Regions from separate parts of the Mus musculus genome. Here regions 1, 2, 3, 5 and 6 are each linked to region 4. A link is a contact called in public Micro-C, promoter capture Hi-C and targeted proximity ligation data. All regions are on one chromosome and are shown on one strand. The core of a region is the stretch at or near the end of the contact, and the rest is flanking DNA. Distances in the headings are between cores, read along the strand shown. Region 1 has its middle 28 kb from the start of Mir1950. Region 2 holds the start of Slc16a12 (solute carrier family 16 (monocarboxylic acid transporters), member 12). Region 3 has its middle 4.5 kb from the start of Gm22082. Region 4 holds the start of Htr7 (5-hydroxytryptamine (serotonin) receptor 7). Region 5 holds the start of Kif20b (kinesin family member 20B). Region 6 holds the start of Fas (Fas (TNF receptor superfamily member 6)).

Region 1 (4,657 bases), core at 523-3,022, 1.1 Mb before region 4:
TTATTTACAAAATTTGGAGTACCATATTGGTTTAAAAAAATAAAATGTACAAAGTTACCAAAATACAAATATCTTACCCTGGCCCCTGCCCAACCCCAACCCACTCCTCATCTTAAGATAATCACTATTTTGATTTCCGACACCAAGAATGTCTGCAACTGTATGTATTCACTGCCGAACTTCATCTGGGTAAGCCTACATTTGTGATACCCCTGTTCTAAAGAGTTATACCTTTTTGGTTTCATTACAGTATTGCATCATAAGAGCGTATAGCATGATTGATCCATCTTACCACAAGTGGGCATTTAGGCATATATTTTTCCCCACTATTTATAAGCAATGATGCCAAATAAATATTCTCTGCATATGTATAGGAGGACCTAGAAGGTGAAATCGCTGAGGCATAACAGTGCTCAAATTTAACAGCTACCACTGAACACTTTCCCAGGCTGACTGTACCAAATTTCATCCTCACCAGTGGAACATGGGAGTGGCATTTGCTCAGCATGGGGTAGATAGTCTGAAGATGTTTCAGATTATATATTGTGGTTTTTTTATCTGCAGTGCTTTGATCACTGATAGTATTTCATTATTGTGTGTGTGTGCATGCTTTTGTATGTGTGTGTATGTGTATGCGTGGCATGTGTGCGTATGTGTTTGTGTGATATGAGCACATATGAAGGTGGAACCATTTTGTGGATTCAATATCCTCCTTCCACCTTTGCATGGATTTTGACAGTTAAACTCAGGATACCAGGCTTGCCTGGCAAGTGCCTTTACCCACTGACCCATTTTGAGAGCCCCGTGACAGCCTGCCTTTCAAACTCTAATTAATTTAAAAATTATAATTCATTATTATGTGTATGGGATTTTTTCCTCTATGTATGTCTGTGGATCATGTGTGTTCAGTGTCCATGGGGACTAGAAAATGTTGTCTGGTCCACTGAGAATAGTTACATACCATTGTTAACTGCCATCTGGGTGCTGGGAATCAAACCCTGGTTCCCTGGAAAAGGAAGCAGTGCTCTTAGCTGCTGAGCCATCTCCCCAGTCCCCTTATTATCTATTTGAATCTTCTGGACTCTATGTTCTGGATATGAATTCTCCAGCATTTATGTATGTTGTAAAAACAAATCATATATTCCTTTTCACTAATTTCATGACAAATTTTTTTTTTTAGGTTCTCAGAATATTCAGAACTACCTAATGCCAGCTATCTTTTTAATATATAAAATCATATATGTGGTAAAATAAAAATTTTATAGCAGTAATGCATATGTTATGATGAGGACTGAGTCACTAATGATCAAAATTGTCTTGATAATACTGACCATTTTGAATGCAGTTTCATTTGAAATGTCTCCTAGAATATAAAATATAAGTGCTCATGAAACATAAACTATAATGGTCTCTGTGTCTTGGATATGTTTTGCCCTCAATATTATCAACTGTGTGTCTGATACACCAGTATTAAGTATATCTCTAATCAGCTGGAAAAAAGCAAGATGAGAAAGAAGCAGGTTACATAAACCAAGTTTAAAAACTCCATTTTATTACTGTGTGCATATGTGTGTGAGCATAGGGGTCAGAGAAGACTTCTGGGAAGTGATGCTCTCCCTCCACTGTGGGATGTGGAGATAAAACCCAGCTTGTCAGGACAGGATTTTTATTCATCACCTCATCTTGTTGACCCCACAACTCATGTTTTAATCCTGGCCCTTCTCATTGACTGGACCCAGAAGGAGCAAATGACAGTGCAGCCTTAACATCATCCACCAGATGGAGACAAAGCACTGTTTGCTGGACTCTACATTTGCACCAATTCTAATTTATGTAACATACCAACAGGGCAAAAATACGGGAAGGAAGGTAAAACTATCTTCAATACTATTTCTTTCCATACCTGGTAATTCTTGTTACTACTGAGGACTATTCCTGGAACTAATTTTAAAAATTGTTTGGCTAAAATAAGTCTTAGTCACCCGAAAGCCTGTACTGGGATCTATATAAACATCAATTCTCGTTTTAACTTGTTTGGATGAAATAGAACATGGAAACGTGAAGAGTATCATTGCTCATGTATTACGCAATAGTAAACTTGGAAATATGATCACCTCAAGAAATCAGAAGCTAGCAACCAGGATTAGTACAAGTACATTAATTAGCTTAAGACCGTGTTCTTGATGAATATAAGAAGCATGTGTGGGTAACAATGTGGGTCAGTTTTGATCTGAAGTACGGCTGTGATTACCAGTTTCTTGTCTCTTTTGTCCACTTCCAGCATAAAAGTAAAAGCCACAAACGCAAGGCTTGCTTCTCCCCCACTTTGTAAGTGGCCACAGCTAACGCTATGTAGGTGGGGGAAAAAATCACTGTATAAAAATGGCAAAACTTTTCGCACCAGAACTTTTTCTACCTTGCTTCCCTGTCCATTCTTCTTGCTCCATCCCCCTGGGAACATGGGCTTTGGAGGTGCAGCAGCCATCATTATCCCTAAGCTGATAAGCATGAGGATAAAGGTTATTGTAACAGGATAGCATAGAGGCCAGGCAGGGTCCCTCCTTTGTGACCACGTGGAGCAATTCCTATGCCAGGGAGAGACTGTCTAGTTCTGACCTTGTAAGGAAGCAGAAAAGCTTTTGTTAATCAAACTTGTTTAGGGATAAATTATTTCCTGGTCTACCTATCATTTGAGAGTTACTACTGTAAATATGTTTGTAATGTTGAGTTTAGATGTTGGCCTTTGTAGCCAAACAAACCCTTTCGATGAAGCTAAGACTTTGGAAACTCAACATCCTTGCTTATTGCTCTTGTTATTCCTAAACGGCATGAATTAAATGCTTGACAGTAAATATGAGGCTATCTGCCAAATCCTTCTGCCCTATTGACACTTCTGGGCCAAAATGTACATTTTGACATTTCACCTTATTACAGAGAGATTTTGTTGTTGTTGTTTTAACAGAATTGTGCGTGAAAATGGAAGCTGCCCCGTTACCCTCCTTGACACAGCCTTCGATTCTTCAGGGTAGAGAAGTCAGGGCTCATTGATCACTGCTGTTGACAAATGCACATGATAATGAAGAAAAAACTGGAAGTGAAATAGCAACAGGCAATGAAGTGTTGACAAGAGGCTTAGTTTAAAAAACATGCCTAAGTTTTCATCATGCACGATCAAACTCAGGACTGGAGGCAGCACTCCACCAGTTACATCCACAGACCTCTAAAAAAATTCATTTTGTGACAGGTTCTTGCTAAGTAGTTACGTAGGTTGGCTTCAGACTTGAGACCCTCTTAACTCAGTTTCCGTTGTAGCTGGGATTATGGGCACGAGCCACCTCACACAGAGTTCTATGTTTTGAATAAGCAGAATGGTAATTTCTATGAATATTCAACAAACAGAATAGTCAGAATAATAGCTGTTCCCTGGTCCACCTCAGGAGTATTTTATCAAATGCATGAGCTGTTCATAGAACTGGAAATTGAGAACTCGCTTTCAATGGGAGGGATGGAGGGATATATATTCATATATATATATTCACATTAAGAGAGAGAGAGAGAGAGAGACAGACAGATAGACAGCATATGATGTCACAGTGTAAAAAGGAAGGCTGTTTCTGTAATAAAATATAGAAATGTATCCCTAACCCCAGGGGTTCTACCAGATGGGGTTCTGCCCCATGATTGGCCAAGGGGATGATGCTAATGTACTTGAAGAAAGCCAAAGGAATTTGTGTATTTCCTACACATCCCTTTCTGAAGGTGGGTATTTGGAGAAGGGAATTCTGCTTTGTGCATCTGTATGTATATATAACAATGCTTGGTAAATGGAATTTGCTCATGATTGAATGAAAATGGAAGGGAAGAGTTTTCCTGAAAGGTAAAATAATCAAGGAAAGATCGACCAATGCATTGACTATCCAATTGGCACCAAATGTTGATAGCATAAATGTTATGAATCCTTAAGAGATGCATCTTCTCAGCAGCTCTAAGTGGGCAAATCTGCTTAGTCTACTAAACTGTCAGTATATTCAGGGACTTAATGTGAGGAGACTCTGGCAGGTCTGTCTCCTTCAGAAGGAAAGTCCTCTTCGTACCCTACAGTGTGCTCAGGGTTTTCATGACAATGGCTGTTAGAACTTAGCTCAACCTAGGACAGCTTGCTGAAGAATATGATTTATGGGCTGGCCTTTAAGTTCAATCTAGCAATCAAGGCATGGTCTCTTAGTAGCCATATATGGAAATCATAGGCACTGCAGCACATCTTATGAGGGGCTATGGACCCAGCTATTTAGACAATTGAACAAGCACAGCTGTATTTGAGATACAAATAATCATTTTTCATTCTTTATCTGAAATAGAAATTTAACTGGACATTAAGTCAGTACTTTTAACTGTAAAACACACAAAGGAGTGATTAAAAAAGCATACCCCACATTAGGAGCTGATTGCTAAATCAGGAAGATCTTTGGGAGAAATATCATGAAAACCATCCCATGGTAGGTACTGTCTCTATTTCTAAAATAGAAGCTTAATATGTAAAACAGGTAAGAACTGGTCTTCAGGCTGAGGAGATTGCTCAGTGGGCAGAGTACTTGTCTTGTAGGCATGAACATTGGAACTTGGATCACCAGCTCTCAGGAAATGCTAGGTGAATTTG
Region 2 (4,236 bases), core at 985-3,484, 1.3 Mb before region 4:
GAGCTCTTCAGAGCCAAAGTCCTTCATTTTGTTCACTGACACCTACCCAATTCTCAAAACAGCACTGAGCATACAGTGGGCACTCAATAAATACCTATTACATCGAATTAAGTTGAAGAAGCATGCAATATGCTGCAGTGGTATTAGCTAAATCAGCCTACAGTTTTAAAATCTAAGCCGTGACTTCTGTTCCAGATCACCGAGTTACTCATGACGAACCTCCGGACCACGCTTCTTGCAACAGCTCAGCATTGCAAATCACTCAGATCATGTCTTCATTACTAGCCATTTATCACCAGAAGAAGCACAGAATCTGGACTCCAGAGCCACTAGAGGAACCTTATTCCAACTTATCCTTGCTTTTCCTGGGAGTTTATTTGGGAAGTATCCACATATTCATCTTCATATGGGAAGAATTTTAAACATTGCCTAAACATGAGGCTCCTTCTTCGCTTCCTTCCTGCTTTCTCTCCATGTGTGCCTTCTTTTCTTCCTGTCATCCTTTCTTCCCTCCATTTTTTTTTTTTTTTTTTTGAGATAGAGTCTTCCTATGTAGCCTTCACTAGCCTGACAGTCACTATGTAGCTCAGGCTGATCTTGAACTCCCAAGAGTCCTCTGCCTCCCGTCTCTGATGTGCTGGAATTACAGCCATGTACCATCATCCCAGGTTTAAAGTGTTCTTAACTTTTAACACTTACACAACAAAGGCAGTTTGACTGAATCGACCTCTCATCTAGTTCAGAACTCTCTCAGGTTAAAAGCAGATGAGTAATTACAAGGATGAGAAAATTATATGCTTGGGCCGGTCTAGTCATATGGTGCCGGGGTTGTTGTTAAAATGCATAGAGGCAAAATACCCTAAACACTGACCAGGACGACAGGGAGAAAGCCTGGATTTCAATATTGGTCCCAACTACACTTAAAGATATAAGTTTTAACAAACCTTGCAGACATGGCTCTGAGCTTCCCAAGCTATTCAACTGAAGGGTTTGAATCTAATAGATTCTCTAAAACTCATTTCAATTCTAAGATCCTGTAAGTAATACGTGATTGTGTCCAGTCTCTCAGTATCCAAAGCTCACACTTTCTACAGTCATAAGCCAGGCATCACGGGTGGCTAGCACACCATTAGCTGTAGTTTAGTGTGACTTGGGGGTGGGGGTGGGGGTGGGGGGGAGAAATTACACAGCCAGCAGCTGCAGATTTCAACAGCTAGTGAGCTCAAATACCCGTAGCCACAGGGTCTTCCTGAACTTGGCAAGCCCGAAGATTTTTTTCCTTCTGGGCTAGGTTTAGCAGAGACGCTGGAATGCCCACATAGCTCTCAGCAAAGCTGGGAAGAACAGCGGCCAGACAAAATGCAAGCGAGTGGCCCAGAACACTGAATCACCAGTTTGCACCAAACATACAGGGCTGGCTGCTTTAGGGTAAGGAGCGACTGGAGAAATTAAGTTTAATTCATTCCAAACGGGAAGGCCGGTGTGCTCTAAAGAGATCACCTAAGGATAATAAACGGTTGGTGGGTAGGAGAGGGTTAAAAAGCAAGAACACCGGACAACCCAGGGGGAAAGGCGGTCTGTCTTGCCTGGGAAATGCGCATCTGGAAATCACAGGACACAGATCAAAGCCACTCTCTGCAGCCACCTGCCTGGAAACCCAGCCAGACACTCCAGAACACAGGACAAGTGGGCACGTGCTTCCATTCTAAACCCAACAAGTGGCCAGACTTAGGATCTAGACACAGCTGAGCTCCGGGATAGATGTAGAATGGAGCGCCTGCGTCCTTCCCGAGGTCTAGGTCCAGCTCTGCTGCCCTATCTCGATTCCTAGCCACCTGTTTCTACGGAGTTGGGAAACCTTAAGGACAGAAGCAAAGCTTTCCGCACCGGGACAGCGCCGATTCCGGCGTGCGCTCCGCTGTCCTCTGTCCGGTCTCCGCCCGCCCACATCCCGGGACCCACGGGTGCTCACCTCGCGGGGACAGCTGCAACGCTGGCGACGGCGAGCCCACATGTCCCCTTCGCGGCGGCCCCTTCCCACGGCTCTGGAGTCCGGTCCCGGCTGAGGGGCGGAGGAGCGCACAGGGCGGAGGCGCCGTAGGGGCCGGGGCCCGCAGGCAGCGCCCGCCGGACACTGTCACTAGGGAGATCCCACCGCCCCGCCCCGGAGAAGCAAAGCTCTCAGTCACCGCAGCCCCGAGGGTGACTCTGCCCTGCCGGCGGACGGGCTTTGTCCCCGGATCCGCTCTGCGCTGGGGGCTTGACCACGGGTGAGGGGCGCGGGGAGGAGGGGCGCCTCCAGGTTATGTAATGCTTAGGCCCGCGAGTCGTGAGCCAGCTCACTGGGGACTGCAGGGCTCTCTCTGTAACAGTCTTGTGTAGCTGGGACCTACACTAAAGAAGGCTGGGTGTTCTCAAAAAGATATGTCCCTGCATGGTCAAAGAGTAGAAGCTGTACAAAGTCTCCTGCACGTGCATCTTGCAAGGACCGGGACCCTGGTCAGACCATTACACAGATCAGTCAGTCCTAAAGACTTGAGTTCAACTCGCCCCACAAAGCCCCATGACTTTGGGCAGTCAACTTAACTCTGAGTCTCAGTTTCTCTATAAAATAAAAGAACATTTGCTTCTCTCTCTTGCTGAGAGGAGAAAATGGGTTCATTAACAGGTTCATTAACAGGCTCATTAACAGTGTGTGTGTTTGGGGCTGGGGGGGGGGGGGTAAATGGTGTTTGCCCCGCCCTCCAGGAGGCACTGTGTGCTGCAGGTTCCAGGCTAGCCATCCCCTCAGGTATCCTTTTAGGCAAAAGCAAAGTCTCTGAACTGACGAGGTCAGACTCAAGCTCATAGAAGTTATCGCAATTCAGAATGGTCCTTCAGACGGACGCAAGCTAGGAACTGGTTAGAAATGCCAACCTCTAAATGTCTTCTTTTCAACAAAAGTCCTGGCTGATTATGACGAACGGCAAAGTTAGAAAAGAAATTAAGCTTTCAGGAAAAATTGAGAGGAACGGGAACCCACTGGTCAATAGTAGGCAATATTGTACTTTGGATTTGTTGTTGTTGGGCACGAAGGTTGTGTGTTTGAAGAACATGTGATACCATGTGGTCCTGAAAGATCCTGACAGAATGTAAAAGGACACAGAAGCCCTGGAATTGGCAAGATAGATGTCAGTGTTAGCAGAACTAGCTTCACTGATTTAGAAAAATAGAGGTGCACAATGCTCTGGCCACTCCTTGAACCTGTGTGTCTGCCAATGTTTTGACTGTTCATTGAACCCAAGTGTGTGCCCACTGATGAAGCCCATTGCCAGGTGTTTGTGATATTGCTTGCTGAGAAAGAGTCAGAAAATCTCCCCAGCAACCACAGCCCGGCCAATCCTGAGTTGCTACACCTGCACCAGACTCTTTCCTTGTACCCCTCCCATACCCATTTCTTGAGAATAGACATTGTTTAGATCTGGAAATCCCCTACTCCCCCCCCCCTTCTCCTTTCTCCCCTGAGGGCCTATAAAAACTGGGACCTCTTTCCCCTCGGGGTCCACTCCTCTACCCCTGCGTGGGATATGAGTCGTCCCCAGAGTTCTGGCTTTCCCCAATAAAGCCTCATGTGGTTTGCATCAAGCTTGGTCTATTGTGAGTTCTTGGGTGTCCGCTATTGTCCTGAGGCCTGAGCGAGGGGCTCCTCTCGGAGTCTTTCAGTCCAGGCTTGCCTTCAACTCCCAGTCCTTCCAAGGTCAGTGCCCTGGTGCTGGCATTCTAAAAACAATCGAGTAGAGTGAGGGAGCGAGTGCTCCACCCTAGACTTTTAAACAGATGTTTCTGAAGCTCTGGGTTCCATCCCCAGCACTGCACAAACAAAATTCCTGCCTAGCTAAGGCCCTTCTCATCTTGCAGGCTTCTCTGTAAGTTTGTTTCCCTCTCTGTTGACCTTCCTACACACTAAGTCTAAATCTGAATTTAAGGACTATTTTCACTTAGTATGAAACTAGTTTAGATCTAAGGGATTAGTAAATGTGTGTTTAAAACACACACAAGAAGGAGAATTCATTAGCATTAATCATAAGCTCATAAATGCAGGGTCAGCAGTGAGCCCTGAGCCCTCGGCTATGGAGGTCTTTAGGTCAAAGGCTTGGGAACTCTGTCTTTGAGAAAAATCATTCTGCCAGTTAAATACTGTTCTTAGGGGCAAATCGGTCTTGTCTTCTATTTCAATAATATAGGACAACCAGTTCT
Region 3 (4,242 bases), core at 39-2,538, 1.3 Mb before region 4:
ACTAGCAAGATTTTGCTGAAAGGACCCAGATAGAGCTGTCTCTTGTGAGACTATGCCGGGGCCTAGCAAACACAGAAGTGGATGCTCACAGTCAGCTATTGGATGGATCACAGGGTCACCAATGGAGGAGCTAGAGAAAGTAACCAAGGAGCTAAAGGGATCTGCAACTCTATAGGTGGAACAACAATATGAACTACCCCGTACCCCCCGGAGCTCGTGTCTCTAGCTGCATATGTATCAGAAGATGGCCTAGTTGGCCATCAGTGGAAAGAGAGGCCCATTGGTTGTGCAAACTTTATCTGCCTCACTACAGGGGAACGCCAGGGCCAAGAAGTGGGAGTGGGTGGGTGGGGGAGCGGGTAGGGAACTTTTGGGATAGCATTGGAAATGTAAATAAAATAAATACCTAATTAAAAAAACAAAAGAAAAAAAACTATATCATCGAGTTTGCATGGCAACATATTTAGGATTTCTGTGGCATTCCCAAACTATACAAAGTCTGGAACTTTTAACAAGACAGATATTGATTAAGGAGTTTGCTCAGTCCATAAAATGTTTGTCACATAAGCATGAAGACCTGAGTTCGAGTCCCCATCACACACATGAAAAGCTGGATGAGGCACTATGCCACTATAATCCCAGAGCTGGAGGGTGTGTGAGTGTGTGTCTGTGTATGTGTCTGTGTGTGTGTGTGTGTGTGTGTGTGTGTGTGTGTGTGTGTGTGTGTGCAGAAATAGGAAGATCCTTAAGACATTCTGGCTAGCCTTCCTAAACTAATTAGGCAAGTTCCAGCCCAAAAGGAGACCTGTCTCAAAAGGTATGGTAAAGAGCAATTGAGGAAGATGCCTGATGTCTGTCTCACTCCTTACTGACCACCCCGCTCCTGTGCATGCACATCTGTGTACACATGAGCACACATACAAATCTGGGGAGCTGGCTGTGTAACTCGATGGTACAGTTGCTCTTAATATACTCTGTGCCTCATCCAAGCCCTGGGAACATGCATCCCCCTCCCAGTTTCAAATCTTAATGCCATGTTCCCTTTTAAAAAGATTAATTTCAATGTTTATGTAAAGTCATATTATTATGATGTCTCTACTGATGATCACTAAATAACCACAGATAAAATTATCCTTAAAATCATCTGAGCTCAAGCTTGACGATGGATGTGGATCCTCACAGCTGGACTTGGCCAAGACAATCCTCATGTTTATTTCATGAGCACAAAGGACTGTTTGGAGCCAATGTAGTCAAATGTGAAGTTCAAAACACAGGCTAAAGTACACAAAGGACCGCACAATTACTTACACATTCTGGGCAGAGGAAACAGAACTTAGCTGTTGTAGACAACCATCTATTTGCTCTGCTGTTTTCAAAAACTCTCTCTCTCTCTCTCTCTCTCTCTCTCTCTCTCTCTCTCTCTGTGTGTGTGTGTGTGTGTGTGTGTGTGTGTGTGTGTGTGTGTGTGTGTGCAGGCGTGGGGGGCAGGGAGCTGTAGATAGATAATTGACTCACTTCCCCATTTCCTTCTGCCTGTCTAAACATTTCGAACTTAGCTGCTTGCTGTCAGAACTCAAGCAGACGTCAGGAGAATGACTGCTCATTTTAGAATTTAGAATCTAATATAAATAGTAATCGAACCCCAAAGGAGGATGTCTAAGAGTGCTGAACTTAAAATTCATGAGGGTGTTGACTTATCTAATTTCAGCCCATGAACTTACAGAATTTAATACAAAACCACTCCCATCTTATAGTCAAAATAATGTGCTGTTTAAGTAACTATTCAGCTATTACATTTGAAAACATGCCCTTCATCAGGTGTGGTGGTATACACCTTTAATGTCAGCCCAAGGGAGGCAGAGACAGGCACAACTCTAAACTCAAAGCCAGTGAAGAACCAGCCTGCCTCCAACTTAGGCTTAAAAGTCATCTTACAGTAAAGACAAGCTGGGTTTATTCCTATTTATGCATAAACTTATGGTTTTGAAGAATTGGGCTATGCCTGTAACCATAACTACAAATGATTCTGTACTTCACATTTCAGGAATGGCAAGCATGTCTTTGTTTCAAAAAGCTGTAATCATAGGTGGTCATACAACCTTTTAAACAAAAGTAGGGTTGCAAGATGGTTATAAACAACTTTTGAAACAAAGACATGATTGCCATTCCTAGAACAGGCAGTACAGAACCACCTATATAGATGTGTGTGTGTGTGTGTGTGTGTGTGTGTGTGTGTGTGTGTGTACATGCTTTGAGTAAACTAGTTCTAGTATAAATTATACATCTGACTCTTCTCCTGTTTGCTCTTTCTTGCCAGCACAGCTGGAGGAACCTACTTCTTCAGAATTACAGCTTATACGGATGAAATGCCTAGCCTCATGGGACTGAGCAACTACTAGATCCTTGGATTTCCCATTCACAGCTGCCTATTGTTGGGTTAGTTGGGCTGCAGACTCCTCCTTCTGGTCTGGGCCAGTGCCCTGAGCAGACCTAAGTTGTGAACTCCGTAGCAAGTCCCACAATACCCAGAGGAAGATCCACTCCCAGGTGGTCTAACACTCCCAGGATCATAGGATCAGAGATGAGAAGGACACAACACCTGCCCCAACACTGGAAGTAATTGGGACCAGCAGGACCCAGGCACCCAGGAATTCCACCCGACCAGTGGTACAGGTTCCTTCCGGTCTGAGCAGACCTTAGGTGTGAACTCTGCAGCCAGTCTCACAACTCCCAGGAAAAGCTCCACTCCCAGGCACTCTAACAAGCCCAGGATCCCAGGATCCCAGGAGCTTGGTCACACCAGGATCTCAGGGTCCAGGGGCAAACTGACTCCCAGGAGCTCTGACACACCCACGATCTCAGGATCCCAGAATCACAGGATCACAGAGACAGCTGAACTCTGAAGAGTTCTGACACAACCAGGATCACAGGAAGGACAGGCTCCAGTCAGATATACCAAGGGCAGGTAGCACTAGAGATAATCAGATGGCAGGAGGCAAGCATAAGAACATAAGCAACAGAAACCAAGGTTACTTGGCATCATCAGAACCCAATTCTCCTACCATAGCAAGTCCTGGATACACCATCACACCGGAATAGCAAGATTCAGGTCTAAAATCACTTCTCATGATGGTGATAAGAAGGACATAAATAACTCCCTTAAAGAAATACAGGAAAACACAGGTAAACAGCTAGAAGCCCTTAAAGAGGAAACACAAAAATCTCTTAAAGAATTACAGGAAAACACAATCAGTCAGGAGAAGGAAATGAACAAACCATCTAAGATCTAAAAATGGAAATATAAACAATAAAGAAATCACAAAGGGAGACAATCCTAGAGTTAGAAAACCTAGGAAAGCAATCAGGAGTCATAGATGCAAGCATCACCAACAGAATACAAAAGATAGAAGAGAGAAGAACCTCAGGCATAGAAGATACCATAGAAAACATTGACATAACAGTCAAAGAAAATGTAAAAAGCAAAAAGCTCCTAACCCAAAATATCCAGGAAATCCAGGACACAAAACACCAAATGCACTAAACAAAGAAAGAATATTAAAAGCAGTAAGTCAAAAAGATCAAGTAACATAAAGACTTCTCACCAGAGACTATGAAAGCTAGAAGATCAAGGACAGATGTCATACTGACGCTAAGAGAACACAAATGCCAGGCCAGGCTACTACCACAAAACTCTCAATTCCCATAGATGAAGAAATCAAGATATTTCATGACAAAACCAAATGTACACAATATCTTTTCATAAATCCAGCCCTTCAAAGGATAATAGAAGAAAAACCCCAACAAAGAAGGGAAACTACACCCTAAAAAAAAGCAAGAAAGTAATCTATCAACAAACCCAAAAGAAGATAGCACGCAAATATAATTCTACCTCTAACAACAAAGATAACAGGAAGTAACAATCACTTTTCCTTAATATCTCTTAACATCAATAGGCTCAATTCCTCAAAAAAGACATAGACTAACAGACTGGATACGTAAACAGGGCCCAGCAATTTGCTGCATACAGGAAACGCACCTCAGTGACAAAGACAGACACTACCTCAGAATAAAAGGTTGGAAAGCAATTTTCCAAGCAAATGGTCCCAAGAAACAAGCTGGAGTAGCCATTCTAATAGCAAATAAAATCAACTCTCAACCAAAAGTTATCAAAAAAAAAAAAAAAAAAAGATAAGGAAGGACACTTCATATTGGTCAAAGGAAAAATATACCAAGATGAACTCT
Region 4 (4,753 bases), core at 148-2,647:
AAAGCGGCATTTCTTTTTCTCTTTCCCCAGCATCCCTGACAGATGGTCAACCTCTGCTTCAATTACTCCACTGGGGGAGTTCTCGATATTATATCCCTAGATTCCCAGGGGATATGACGAAAGACTAGAACCAACCTTTTAAGACAGGAGTAAGGCTCCAGTAAGCTTTCAGGAGACCGACAGCATGGCCAAACACTGAAGTCAGACTTCCACAAGATCAAGATTCAGAATTAGCATTTCATAAGAGTGCGGCATTTAAGAGCCCAATACTAGGACCATTCAAGGGCCTTTCTTCATCCTCAGAGTAGCTCCTAAAATCTGGGAAGCACCGTGTCTTTCTGACTGATGACTTAAAGAGAGAAATGACCGTATGGATCACAGCAATGGTTTGTCAAGCTAGGAGCATCAGACCAATTTCTCACACACACTTCCCCCCAAAAAGAAACAAACAAAGGGACCCCCCTGGTGGAATTGCTAGTACTTTTAAAACTCTGGTCTTAGAACCATCACTACACTAAACCGGAAACATTTCAACGTTTCTTTTAAAGGTTTGTTTGTCTTTAGCCTGTGCTTGAAGTTGCTTGGTTGGTGTAGGGGTGATGGGTGCGGGGTTGTATTTTTAAGCTCAGCCCTTATTCCCGCCGTGAAGTCTAGCTGGATCGATCCTCCCAGAAAAGGCTGGCACGAGCTCAGCGCCCTGCACATCTCCAGCAGAGCCTGGGACGGGGCGGCCTGTCCCTTACCTGTCGATGCTGATCACGCACAGGGTCATGATCGAGGCCGTGCAGCACATGACGTCCATGGCGATGAAGACGTTGCAGAAGAAGTGGCCGAAGATCCACTTGCCCCCGATGAGGTCCGTGACACTAACGAAAGGCATGACCGCCACGGCCACCGAGAGGTCAGCCAGCGCCAGGGACACAATCAGGTAGTTGGAGGGCTGGCGGAGCTTCTTGACAAAGCACACCGAGATCACCACCAGGCAGTTGCCCGCGATCGTCAGCAGCGTGATGAGCGTCAGGATGGAGCCGATCACAACTTTCTCGACTCTGCCATAGTTGATCTGCTCCCCGCAGCCGGAGACATTGTCCGGGGGCGCGTCCCAGGTGGGCGCCGGGCTAGCTGTCACCTCTGGGAAGCCGCTCAGCAGGTGCGGCATCCAGGAGCTCACCACCGAGTGGGCGCCACCGTCGGGGCTCAGGTCCTGCAGCCTGCGCCCCACCTCCGGCAGGATGAGAGAGCGGAGATGGCCGTAGAGGTCGGGGCGGCCGCTGCTGTTAACGTCCATCATCGTGCCGAGCGCCGCTGCCCATGGAGCCGGCGCCCCCGCCAAGCGCTCCGGCAGCCGGCCCCAGGGCTGGATTCACCTTGCCCGCTCGGCTCCGCGCGGCCCAGCCATGGGGTCCGGCGCTGGCCACTGGGGGGCGCCCGGCTCGGCCTCGCGACCCCGCACGTCCCAGGGTCCCCCAGACGCTGCGGGTGACGCGTGGGCGAGGACTCCCCGCGGGAGGCGCCAGCGGTCCCCGACGGGCACGGGGGAGGCGCAGGGTGGCGAGCCGAGCCCGGCCGGGCTGGCCGCACCGCAGCCCCGCAGCGACGCGCGCCGGGGCCGAGAGCGCCCGGCCGCCGTGGCCGAAGTTGCGGAGTGCGCCCCGCCCCTCGCGCCCGCCGCCGCCGCTCCCCTGCGGCAGCCGCGCCGCGTCCCAGCCACCGCCTCCGGCAGCCGCCAGCGCCCCGCGCGCTCCGGGACGGGCTTCCCCTGCTGGGCAGCCCCGCCGCTGCGCACCGTGCAAATGCCCAGCCCTGGCTCGCCCTGCCGCAGACCCCCTGGCCTCAGCACTGTAGCAAATGACAAGCGGGGTGGGAGCGGTTTGCTTTTCAAGAAGACTCGGGGGTCACTGCATGAACCGGTGAAGAACCTTGTTGGAGAATATATTTTAAGCCCTTAATAAAAATAAATAAATAAAAATTAAAGGGAAAAATTACCTTTTTGAGCACTACATCAAGCATCAAATAGATAGTTCCGTTTCCCATTTTGACCACTTATGAGAGAAATCGAAGATGGAAAAAAAGGAAGCAGCCAGATGGGGTGGGCGAAGGAGCTCTGGTGCTCTGATGAAAAAGAAGAAAGAAAGAAAGAAAGAAAGAAAGAAAGAAAGAAAGAAAGAAAGAAAGAAAGAAAGAAAGAAAGAAAGAAGAGTAGGAGTGCCCAAGGCCCTGGCAGCTAGGATAGCACTACGCACTAGCTTCCGGGTGGCTTCAACCCTTCCTAACCTTTTTGAGGGCTAGAGACAGGCCTCTCCACTTGAAAATGCACCCTGGCTGCCTTTACATAAAGGCTTCCAAATATACAATATCGAGATATGGCTTGAATTTCCCTTCACATCCTGAAAGTCTTGCATACACACGTAAAGAATGACCGGTTATAATGGCCTGCAGACCTGGAGACGTCTGCCTATAAAAGCTATTGCCTAAAACCCCCTCTCTGGTATTCAAACTCTGTCAGGGAGGCTGGATTTTATTATTCATGAGACGGCTTAGCTTCATTCCATTTGTTTAAAAGTTTTATTGGAAGCCATAGTGATTTCTATAGTTAAGGTTCCAAAAAAAAAAAAAATTCAAATGCGTTTTCTTTTCTAGTTAGACCTGATGATTTAGAGGAGGGGGGTGAGGGGGGAGGAGGAGGAGAAGAAAGGAAGGAAGGAAGGAAGGAAGGAAGGAAGGAAGGAAGGAAGGAGAGAGAGAGAGAGAAGGAGGAAGAGGAGGAGGGGGAGGGGAGTGAGAGGAGGAGGAGGGGGTGGGAGGAGGAGGAGGAATGTGGTGCTGAGTAATACTCTCAGTTCTCAAGGTAATCGCTCTATTTTGGCAGATAATGAGAGAGTTACTCCTGCCATGCCCTAATATACTCAAACTCAAACTTGGCTAATGTGCAGGTCTATAATCTTCCCCCTGTACACTGAAAAAAATTAAAGAGGAAAATACATGCCCTAAACGGAGGTCCAACACTCACAACATCTTTGCTAGGATTTACAACCCAAGACTATTCCTGCTGAAATAAGCGATGCAGTGGGAGTGGTAGGTGGGGTCGGAGGATCACCGAGGCCAAGGCCACAAAGTAGCAATATCTGATGTTAGAGGAGAGGGGAGATGGTGCTTCTTCAACATGACCTAGCGCTGTATATGATCTCAAACAAACAAACAAACAAACAAAAATCACGTCTACCTGGAAGGCAGCTCTGCAACCATTTGTTCACCCATTTATGCAGAGCAAGACACAGCAGCTTAGAAAAGTTTAATAGTTCAGGATTATGTGTGACTACACTAAACTATCTCAGTGCTTGCTCTCGAGGTTTAGACCTGTCCTTGGGCTTCTGAAAAATCACTCGAAGTGGTTCATCTCAAGAGACAGTTTTGCCGGTTTGAATTTTAACTCATTTCTACTTCTCTCTTAATTGTTTTCCTTCTTTACTCCTTCCTCATTCATTCAGCATATATGTTCTACCTTGGCACTTTAAAATAATATTTCAGAATGGTGAATTATACCACGGTTTGGAAGTTGCTAGTTTTGATATTGAAATCTTATAGAGTCATTTTATTTTCCAGCTACATACTTGCCTAGTTCAATAATATCTAATAGACACTTCTGGTTCTTGCCTTTGCTCTGTCTTAGTCCATTTGAGCTGATATAACAAAACCACCATAGACTAACTGACTTTATAGGTGTGGGGGATAATTTCTCACAGCTCTGGAGACCCAAACATACAAAACAAAGGCCAACAGACTCGGTGTCCGGGTGGGGCTGAAATTCCTGGTTCTTAGGAAGCCATCTTGTTCTGCCTTCCTGCTGTGGTGAGAATGGGAGGGCCCGTGGGTGTCTCTTATATAATGACACCAATACCATCAAAGCTCTGCTTCTACAACCTAACCACCCTCCAAGAGGGCCCCCCTAATGCCACCACACTGGCCAGCGAGATTTCAGCATATGAGTTTAAGAAGGAAAAACCTGTTTGCTCCATAACAACTTTTAAATTATGTGGCATAGAGCTACTCCAAGTAATCATGAAATGCGATTTTCCAAGTGTCTTTCCTTTTCATTGTCAATATAGGACATGGCCCAAACTCCCCTTTTTCTAGAACAGTCACCTCTATTATATTGTCACTTCTAGTGGCTGGGTCTGTTTCCTAAGATTTGCTAGATTTTTAATTTATAAGCTGTCACAATACATAAGCATAGTTATTGAAAACCCTGCCTTCTGCAGCATTACCTTGTTTACGACAAGTTTAAGTTTCATCTATCATTGTATTACTTGGAAATTCTGACAGAACAATCTGGAGTTCTTGCGGCTTCCCTCCAGCCTTCGCGAACAAATAATTGTGTCATAATAAAAATGCTAAAATCTCTCATCTGTTTCCCAATGCTTTCCTTACGTGGGAAAAATTAAAGGTATAGATTCATAAAGTATTTACAAAACACCGAGGTGCCGGTCTGAATTTGCTGTCTACCCCTGTAGCTTCCTGGTCTGTTCAACACGTGGGTCAAGGGTCGCTCCTTCCGCTCCTCCTACCTCCTCGCTCTGGAGATAATAAATGAAATGTTGGCATCCAAATCAAATCATATCTTCAGTTTTAATCCCTTTTATTTCCTTTTTTAAATATCTGTTTATTTTCTGTATATGGGTACACTGTCACTCTCTTCAGACACACTAGAAAAGGGCATTGGATCCCATTACAGATGGTTGTGAGACACCATGTG
Region 5 (4,231 bases), core at 270-2,769, 1.1 Mb before region 4:
TTTACATTTCTTTCTTCATTTTTCCTTCTGGCCTTGTATCTACTTATCTATTCAAATCTACTTATCTTATCTACTATCTTATCCAAACTAGTTCTTCTCAAATTTGATTATTTTGTTTGGGGGAGAAGTGTGTGTGTGTATGAAAGAAGTCAGAGGCAGGGTAGTGGTAGGAGATATAAATTCTGTATCAAGATCGAAAAACACTAAGGTTGTCAAGCTAGTGTTCCAAAAATCCTTCTAATTAAGTGCAATAGCTGAAAATATGATCACAGAAAAGCTAAGGTAACAAAACTTCTTCAACTGATTTTAAATCCCGGTTCCATTTACTTTTCTTCCCCCCCCCCCCCCGAGACAGGGTTTCTCTGTGTAGTCCTGACTGTCCTGGAACTCACTCTGTAGACCAGGCTGGCCTCGAACTCAGAAATCCGCCTGCCACTGCCTCCCAAGTGCTGGGATTAAAGGCATGTGCCACTATCCGGCTTTTTTGTTTTTTAAAAGATTTATATGAGTACACTGTTGCTGTCCTCAGACACACCAGAAGAGGGCGTTGGATCACTTTACAGATGGTTGTTAACCACCATGTGGTTTGCTGGGAATTGAACTCAGGACCTCTGGAAGAGGTCAGTGTTCTTAACCACTAAGCCATCTCTCCAACCCTCCATTTACGTTTGTGCCCATTACTTATTTAGAATGTATTAAATGGGACGGTAGCAATACCTACTTTAAAGGGTTCTTAGCACCAGTCAGACAATCCATTTTATAAAGGTAGTGCCAGCGGAAGCATAAGGTAAATGCTCAATTTACGTTAGCATTATTTTTATTCAAAGTGAAAGTCTAGCCTCAATAGTAAATTCTCGTCATATGAATGTATTAGTAAATTAGCCCTGCACTCAGAGGGTTACTTTAGGGAAGCGGAGAAGGACACATGGGCACTTACATTTTGGGGCACTGCACAGTGCCTCTCAGCGGTAGCTGATTTATGCTTTCAGAAACATCAAAAAGGGGGTATAAAAAGATGAAGGATATGCTCCTAAAATGTATTTTGAGGAAAACGTGTTTCATCCAAGAGGGCCGTCATCGACAAGAAGAATCACTTAAAGAGGGGAGTTAACTTGGTCCCAGGTCGCAAGTCCTTTCTGCCCCGGGGAATGACAGGACTCTGAGGTGTAATAGGAGGAATAGTTTGCCATTCCTCCGCTCCTGGGGGCATCGCGGGAGGCAGTGCGGAGACAGCGGCCTCAGCAAGGCTCGTCATCATGCGGGTCTAGGACGGAACCTGAGACCTGAGTACCGAACAGGTATCGTTAGGGTCAAACCTAATATGGCCCCGAGAAACTCCCAGCTAGGTAGCCCACGAGCGTTGCTACTGCCCCATCGGTCGCCCGGAGCACCGAGTCCCGCCCCCCAGACTTGAAAGCCTTTTCCGGAGGCGGGGGCGAAACTCGGCCGCGAGCGGGTCCAGCCCCCAGGGCTCGCCGGAAGCCCCGCCCACTCCCAGGGTTCAGCGCGGCGCCGAGCCGCCATTGTTTGAATTTGAAAACCGGGAGGAAGTGGAATTCTGCAGGTGGGGAGGCGTGCAGGGACCAGCGATTGCAGTAAGTGAGGAGCTGACGATTTTGGGGGCTCCGAGGGTGGCTGCTTGCACAGAGGGCACGAAGCTGCGACGCCTCGGCCGTGTCAGCGTTGTCGGGGCTCGTGATGCCCGTAGTCTAGGTGCGGGGCTGCTGAAGGTGGGGCTGAGCTTCAGGGAGTTAAGCGAGTTAAGCCTTGAGGCGGAAGACTTCGGTCTGTCTAGGCCTCGGTTTCCTGGTCCGGTAAAGGAGGTACACTTTAGATTCACAGACACTAGTTTTATTAGACACAAAAAGATTTGCCACGTCTGGTTGCCTGAATTCGGGAGGTGAGCAGTTGTTTTGTCACGTGACAAGATCTCTTTCTAGGTTGAGTCCAGTGGGGGCTTTTTTTAAAAAAAAATGTCACATTACTTTGTGGCTAGAAAAGAAGCATATTTGGGTTTTATGTGTATATAAAGGAAATTGAAGTGAGTCAGTTTTAGTCCAGTACTACTTCCGTTGGTCTGTATTTTGAGCCTGTCGTGAAGAGTAAACAAATTTAGATGATTGTCTTTCTACTTAAATAGGGAATCCCGGTGCTAGGTGCTTTAGACTGTTAAATCTGTTTCTTTGAAAAATTAGGAGAGAGGCGACCTTTTCTCTCTGGTATTGTGCATCTGGTAGATGCTTGCTTTCTTTCTTTCTTTTTATTTTTCGAGACAGGGTTTCTCTGTGTAGCCCTGGCTGTCCAGGAACTCACTCTGTAGACCAGGCTGGCCTCGAACTCTGAAATCCGCCTGCCTCTGCCTCTCAAATGCTAGGATTAAAGGCGTGAGCCACTACTGCCCGGCGTGATAGATTCTTAGAAAAAAATTTTTTTAAAGATTTATTTATTTATTATATGTGTGTACACTGTAGCTGTCTTCAAATACTCCAGAAGAGGGCATCAGATTTTTGTGACAGATGGTTGTGAGCCACCATGTGGTTGCTGGGATTTGAACTCAGGACCTTTGGAGGAGCAGTCGGTGCTCTCAACCGCTGAGCCATCTCACCAGCCCCCTTAGAAAATTTTAAATGTTAATTTTTTGGGGGGTGGAGGGTTAGGTTTATCCTATAGGGATTTGATGTGCAATTCAGATTTAATAGTTCAGTGATGGCATTATTCCATATTCACATTCAACCTTGTGATGTGTCAGTTAGTGATTTTCATTGTCGTCATCATCATTATTATTGGAGATTCTGGCTGTGGTACCTCAGGTACCCAGAGTTGCATCCTACTGGGCTAGGACCCAATTCTCTTATTTTAAATGTAAAGTTTATATGCATTATTTCACTTTTTTACTTATAATCGGAAAATAAATAGGAATTTATTTTGCAAATAACCGAGTTTTAGTCCTAAATGTTAAAATTTGGTTTGCAACAATTTTCTGGGAGATACTAAGTAACGAGACTAGCAGAAGATCTTAAGTCATCCCTGCTGTCTCTGCTGTTTGACATGTGAGAGGAGGGTATCAGGCCAAGTGAACAGTTCATATTTTTTTCTTTTGCTAATTGCATTGTTCATGACATGTCTTTGGGTAAATCTACCTAAAAAATTGGATTATGGGCTGGAGAGATGGCTCAGTGGTTAAGAGCACTGAGTACTCTTTCAGAGGTCCTGAGTTCAATTCCCAGCAACCTTCTGTAATGTGATCTCATGCCCTCTTCTGGTGTGTTTGAAGACAGCAACAGTGTACTCATATACATAAAATGAAAAAAATAAATCTTAATAAAATTGGATCACACAAATTATTTTTTATGTTAATTAATTGGTTAATTTGAGACAGGCCCTCACTATATGGATCGGGCTATCTTCAAACTCACAGATTTACCTACTTTTTGCAGACGGGGTGGGTGGTCTGAGCTCATGCTGTCCTATCGAGCTTACTTTTGTTTATTTTGTTTTCCTTTGAGACAAGGTCTTTGGCTTAGATTGTTCTTGGACACCCTATGTAGCTAAGATGACCTGGAACTTGGTGATTTTCCAGGTCAACCTCCCTACGTGTTGGGAGTATAGAGAGCCATGCCATCATACCCCGTGTATGCCTGGGATGGAACCCAGAGTGTTGTGCATGGTAGTCTGTCAGCTCAACTGCATCCAAGTTCCCAGGAGTTCCAAGTAGACTTAACATTGTAGGCGGCTTGCGTGCTGATTTATTAAGGCTGCTTACAGAGGTTGCTTTTCTTCTCGCAGGATGGAATCTCACTTGAATCCAGATGGAGTGCCTAGACCGTCTTACGTTTTTAGTGCTGACCCAATTGCAAGGCCTTTGGAAATCAATTTTGATGGTGTTAAGCTTGATCTCTCTCATGAGTTTTCCTTAGTCGCCTCAAACCCTGCGGTAAGTACAACGTAAGAAAAACACTTGATTATTGTGCGCCAAGGAATCACGGTGCTAGGTACTTTAGATTGTTAAATCCGCTTCTTTGAAAAATTAGGAGAGAGGTGGCCTTTTCTTTCTGGTATTGTGCATCTGGTAGATTATTTTTGTTTGTTTGTTTGTTTGTTTTTTCAAGACAGGGTTTCTCTGTGTAGCCCTGGCTGTCCTGGCACTTTGTAGACCAGGCTGGCCTCGAACTCAGAAATCCACCTGCCTCTGCCTCCCGAGTGCTGGGATTAAAGGCGTGCACCACTACTG
Region 6 (4,879 bases), core at 869-3,368, 1.8 Mb before region 4:
ATGTCTAACACAGCAGGTGAGGGTTTTCCCTTTTACTGAAAATAGACTTCTCTTTTTGATAGATTTATATCCTGACTATGGTCCCCTAACTCTTTTCACCCCAGCTCTTTTCTACCTTCCATCCTATCCAGATATTCCCTTTCTGTCTTGCTCAAAAACAAACTGGCTTCTAAGGAATAATACAAAAAGAAACAGAACTAACACACCGCAATTGGATGAAACAAACAGAAGAAAAAGAAGCCCAAGAGCTGGCACACAAAACAGAGACAAGCTCATGTGCACACTCAGGGATCCCTTAAAAACACTAAATTTGAAGACATAAATGCATATGCAAAGGACCTGTTGCAGACCCATGCAGGCCTGCACATGCTGCCCCAGTCTCTGTGAGGTCATGTGAGCTTTGATCTTGTTGACTTGGAAGGCCTTGTTTTCTTGGTCTTGTCCATCCCCTCTGGGTCTCAGACTCTTCCTGCCTCCTCCTCTTGGGGTTCCCTGAGCACTGAGGGGAGGGATTTGATGGAGACATCTCATTTAGGGCTGAGTGTTCCAGTATCTTTCTCTCTCTGAATAATATTTGGCTGTGGATCTCCGTATTAGGAGTTATTTTATTATAATGTATGTGTTGTTTGTTTGTTTTTATAACATACATATTTGTTTTTTTCCCTAGGTCCCTGGGCTATCTAGTCTCAGGTTCTTGGGTAGCGTCAGGTTTATGTTCTATCTTGTGGAGTGGGGCTAAAGTCAAATCCAGTATTGATGGGTTGCTCCCACAAACTTTGTGCCACTATATGCACTAGCTCATCTCTCTAGCAGGACACCATCATAGATCAAAGGCTTTGGGGTAGAGGTGAGGTTTACCTTTCTCCTTTAGTAGCATGCAGAATATCTTCCAGTACCAAAGATGTTGGCATGTAGGGATGAAGGCTCTATGTAGGCACTTTCTTCTTGCTCTCAACTTCTCTATATTCAATGAGTTGTGTGGGTCTCAGTTTGTGGGGAGCAATCTATAGTCTTGGCAACAGGCTGCATTGTTTGGGGACTCCCATGCAACTCTTTTTGGCCAACGATTCAATTAGATGCAACCCCATCCAGGAAAGGAAAACTTCATTTGATGACAAGAGATGTTCACTTGTGGCTCTGTCTCCCCCCATTATTTGGCTATAGATCACCTTCATGTATGCTTATACTTTAGGAAGACTCTGCTAGGTTTCCATACCTCTCAAATGCCCTTTAATTTTAGCTGTCTCTCCCTGTATTCCCATTCATCGTCTTCCTTTCCCCTCCCCCACTTGATCTTCCCATCATAACTACCTATTTTATTCCTCTTCCTTAATAAGATCTTTCTGTCCCCTCCCCTAGTCCCTTACTCTATATCTAACCCCCGTGGTTCTAAAGATTCTGGCTTGGTCCCTGAGTTAACTGCTGTGTTATTTGTCATAGTCATTTACCTTCATTCTCCATTTGGGAAACGAAGCCAGGGACATTCCCCTCATCAGGATCCCAAAGCCTATTATCTCTACCTCTGCTGTGGTGATTGTCACTTCATGTATCATATATGAGCTCTGTGGAGGGACCTCCCTCATCAGAATCCTAGGGTGTGTACCTCCTCTGTGGTAATTACCATTCAGAGGCCCCAGAAGCCCCAGCAGACCTGTCACTGACAAAATATTGAAAGTGAAGGCAAAATGGTCTTTGTCTCCAGCAATCAGCCAAAGTCCAATTCAATACAGAGTTCAGAATTCCTTCCAGGGTGAGCAGCAGGCAGAAAAAAAAATCTCACTTGACCTGAGGGTGTGACTGTGGAAGCGCCCAGGATGGGGAATGCCCATTTATGCAATCAAGCCCTGCTTGGGCCCCCTCCTCCCCCGCCCCCCACCCCCACCCCGCTCAGGCCGCCTGTGCAGTGGTGAGTCAGTGGGTTTCCCCGGGAGACCAGCAGAACTTTCTCGCAACCCTTGGGGCTTTACGAAGATTGTGTTTGGTCCCTCAAAAGAAAAAAAGTGACATACACGTGTTCAAAGCGATTTCTGGGAAGACCTGAATAGGAGCGAAGCGGTTTGTGCGTGCCAGGGGGCGGGCCTAGGCAAAGTACATACCCACAGGCAGTCTAGAGCTGGTGGGTGGGGCCGCAGGCTGCCCACACAGGCCGCCCGCTGTTTTCCCTTGCTGCAGACATGCTGTGGATCTGGGCTGTCCTGCCTCTGGTAAGCTTTGGGACGCCTGGGATGTGGGACGCTGCATACTGGGGACCACCACATGAGATTCCAGATGTGGCTGGCATTGGGTGCCACCGGTCCAGATGTTTAGAAACGCAGGGGAGCTGCTTTCGCTCTTGGCTAAGTGCTCAGGGCTGAAGCCCAAGTCCAGCGTTTTTCTGGAAAAAGTTTGGGTCGGGGCGGGGGGCGGGGGCGACGGTCAGAGCTTGGTGCTGGCCAGCTCTTGGATCGATCGCTTTAGTATGGCTGGAGAGGGACTCTGGCTTATAGACTTGCCCAGACACTTTTCTAGTGCCACTTTAGGGCACTAGAAAAGTTCGCTCCGAGGCTCCCTGGCATTTGACACTTCTGACAGTTCGCTCAACCGGGAAGTGAGTTACTCTGGGCTGTATTTACAAGCCAAGCATTAGATCATAAAATTTCTCAAAGTAACTTTGTCTGCGAAGATTTGTTTACTCTCCTGTAACAACACGGGAAACAAAAAAAACCTTCCCTTCCGGGAATTGAGCTGTCAAATTGTGGATGGCTGAACTGGTGGATATTTTTATATTGTTTGTACTGTTTCTTCTGTTACCCTCTTTCTGCTGGCACTCTCACAGCAGATTTGTCCCAGTAACCCTAGGGCTCTGAGTCCCAGCTCCTCCTTGTCTGCTGCAGGCACAGAAGTAAGAACTCTCCAGCATTCGGTCTCTTCAGAAATGCCTGTTAATAAATGCCAGTCCGAGGGATTCGACCCTCCGAGGTTCAATCCAGTTCTGAATTTAGAAAGATTGCTTTATCAGGTCCCTAAAAATTTGCCGGGCACAAGGATCTCAAATCGGTTTTCACAGCAGTGGTAGAAGGGAGGAAGACAACCTCTCCTTACTTTTACAAGGTTAAAAGAGGTTCCGAGAGCTTAAGCATTTAACAGAGGTCACACAGCTAGCAAATGACAGTGCCGGGCTTCAGTTGAGATCTAACTCCAAGGGGCATGTACATACACACACACACACACACACACACACACACACACACACTACTGCCCCATGGTATGGTTAAGAGAAAGGTTTTTATTGTGGATATAAAAGAGAAAATGGCCAGAGGCATCTGGAAGAGCCCAGAACATAGAGAGAAAGAAGTAAACTGAACATGGCCAGCAGACTCGACCAGGGCTATCTGAGAGAGAGAGAGAGAGAGAGAGAGAGAGAGAGAGAGAGAGAGAGAGAGAGAGAGAGAGATGGAGCAGAGGCTAGAGAATAGAGAAAACCGAGCGAGAGAAGCAGGCGCCGAGGTGAGAGAACAGAGTGAGAAGAGCAGAGCAGGTTTTTAGGTTAAATGAGTCGCTAGTGGATGGGAAGCCCAGGAGCTGGAGGGAGCTTGAGTAGGGGTGGCAGTGAGCAGGACTAGGATGCTAGCATGCACTTTGAAATGTGCAACAGGCACTTGTGGTCCAAGTATGTGCTTTGATGTGCTGGTTAATAGGCACTACAGGTAGTCTCCTATGTCCCATCTGCCAGAGGTAAGGGAAATGACTTTCCAATGGATCAGAGGAGGCACATTTAGTCAAATCCTTAATACAAGCAAACCAGATAATCTGACAACATGGTGCAGAGACTGTTTGCTTGGCAGGGCATGTACAAACATGTCATCTTGAAGGGTTTTTTTTTCCTAGCGATTCTTTTCCACAACCTGATTTACTGACCTCCATCCCTACCCTAGATCCATATTGTTCTTCCCCTAGAAGGGACAGCCTGCAGGTGAGGAATATTCTGAATGGGAAGAGCCCATGGTTAGAGATAGGAGCAAGCTCTAAGAGCAAACTGAGAGAGAGAGAGAGAGAGAGAGAGAGAGAGAGAGAGAGAGAGAGAGCAGGCAGGGAGACATCCTTTAGAAGCACAGTCATGGGGAGTGGAAGAGGCTTAGGGAAACACCATCAGAGAGAGGAATCTAATCTCTTAGAGGCCCAGGGGTGCATACAGAAATGCCTGATGTACCTGCAGGTCTCAAAGAGCAGGTTCCAGTGAGACACCAAGAGGGATAGATACAAGCAAGCATCTCCTAGGGGAAGGAGAAGAGAGACAAGCAGTTAGACAGCCTTAGAGACACAGTAAGCTTCAGGAGGGAGCTACCTGAGAGACAGACCTAAGGAGGCAGCTGGAAGCAGAGAGAGGAAATGGACAAGCGAGACAGAGCAAGCTCCAGGGTGGAGCTCAGAACATGGGAGGGAGAACAGGGTGAGAGAGGAAATCAGCAAGTCTCTTGGTGACAAGAATTTCAATTCTGGACATCCGCAAGTGGTCAGGGTGTCCCCAAGTGGGCCAAGACACTTGTCAGAGAGAAATGTCCAAAATCACAAAGGATAGGCATCTCTTTCATGTAATGGGGTCCCAGTAGGGAGAGAGAAGCTGTCTGATAAACCAGCATGACTTCTGTAGCAACAGACAGAGAAGGAGGCTTCAAGGAGGAAATAGGTAGAAGTAAAAAGCCGCTGAAGAAGCGGGGCTCTAAAATTTGGAGTTGGACCTGGTAAGTGTCAGAAACCAGAAGAAACAAGTATTCTATACCTTAGAAGAGTCAAGTCAGAAGCTTGGTTTGCTTAGGAGAAGCTGAGCCCCTTGTTGGGCACCAGCTATATAAACTGTGACATGACTTAACCACTCTACGTGTGGTGAAGGGGGAGGTCT

The links. Promoter capture Hi-C pulls out the DNA fragments that hold promoters and counts their contacts. Hi-C and Micro-C count contacts between places; a contact is called where the count stands out from the background.
Region 1: a contact with region 4 is called in a promoter capture Hi-C map of hippocampal neurons, with 5 times the contacts expected there. A contact is called at or near these places in 15 of 39 promoter capture datasets (3T3-L1-derived adipocytes, the C10 cell line, the HPC-7 cell line and 12 more), 65 of 484 Hi-C or Micro-C datasets (the AML12 cell line, B cells, the C2C12 cell line and 35 more), 10 of 130 datasets of targeted methods (the NIH/3T3 cell line, SST interneurons, embryonic basal ganglia and 6 more) and 3 of 9 other capture datasets (adipose tissue, liver and macrophages).
Region 2: a contact with region 4 is called in a promoter capture Hi-C map of embryonic stem cells, with 4 times the contacts expected there. A contact is called at or near these places in 4 of 39 promoter capture datasets (the 3T3-L1 cell line, embryonic stem cells, hematopoietic stem and progenitor cells and 1 more).
Region 3: a contact with region 4 is called in a targeted proximity ligation map of stem cell-derived neural progenitor cells, with 7 times the contacts expected there. A contact is called at or near these places in 4 of 39 promoter capture datasets (the 3T3-L1 cell line, cranial neural crest, hippocampal neurons and 1 more) and 1 of 130 datasets of targeted methods (stem cell-derived neural progenitor cells).
Region 5: a contact with region 4 is called in a Micro-C map of embryonic stem cells, with 6 times the contacts expected there. A contact is called at or near these places in 10 of 39 promoter capture datasets (the 3T3-L1 cell line, the HPC-7 cell line, cranial neural crest and 7 more), 1 of 484 Hi-C or Micro-C datasets (embryonic stem cells), 2 of 130 datasets of targeted methods (forebrain and stem cell-derived neural progenitor cells) and 1 of 9 other capture datasets (pancreatic islet).
Region 6: a contact with region 4 is called in a promoter capture Hi-C map of hippocampal neurons, with 5 times the contacts expected there. A contact is called at or near these places in 2 of 39 promoter capture datasets (the HPC-7 cell line and hippocampal neurons).

What each region holds. Positions count from the first base shown.
Region 1 is chr19:34,991,564-34,996,220 of GRCm38.p6, forward strand. No RefSeq gene overlaps it. Among named protein-coding and RNA genes, the nearest start is that of Mir1950, 28 kb to the left of the region's middle.
Region 2 is chr19:34,745,094-34,749,329 of GRCm38.p6, forward strand. Slc16a12 (solute carrier family 16 (monocarboxylic acid transporters), member 12) reads right to left here and starts at 2,235. Exons shown (of 7, transcript NM_172838.4): 1 at 1,973-2,235.
Region 3 is chr19:34,798,578-34,802,819 of GRCm38.p6, forward strand. No RefSeq gene overlaps it. Among named protein-coding and RNA genes, the nearest start is that of Gm22082, 4.5 kb to the left of the region's middle.
Region 4 is chr19:36,055,963-36,060,715 of GRCm38.p6, forward strand. Htr7 (5-hydroxytryptamine (serotonin) receptor 7) reads right to left here and starts at 1,398. Exons shown (of 3, transcript NM_008315.3): 1 at 744-1,398. The coding sequence starts at 1,291.
Region 5 is chr19:34,920,839-34,925,069 of GRCm38.p6, forward strand. Kif20b (kinesin family member 20B) reads left to right here and starts at 1,520. Exons shown (of 32, transcript NM_001362434.1): 1 at 1,520-1,595; 2 at 3,787-3,934. The coding sequence starts at 3,788.
Region 6 is chr19:34,288,541-34,293,419 of GRCm38.p6, forward strand. It overlaps Fas (Fas (TNF receptor superfamily member 6)), which reads left to right and starts at 2,119. Exons shown (of 9, transcript NM_007987.2): 1 at 2,119-2,204. The coding sequence starts at 2,175.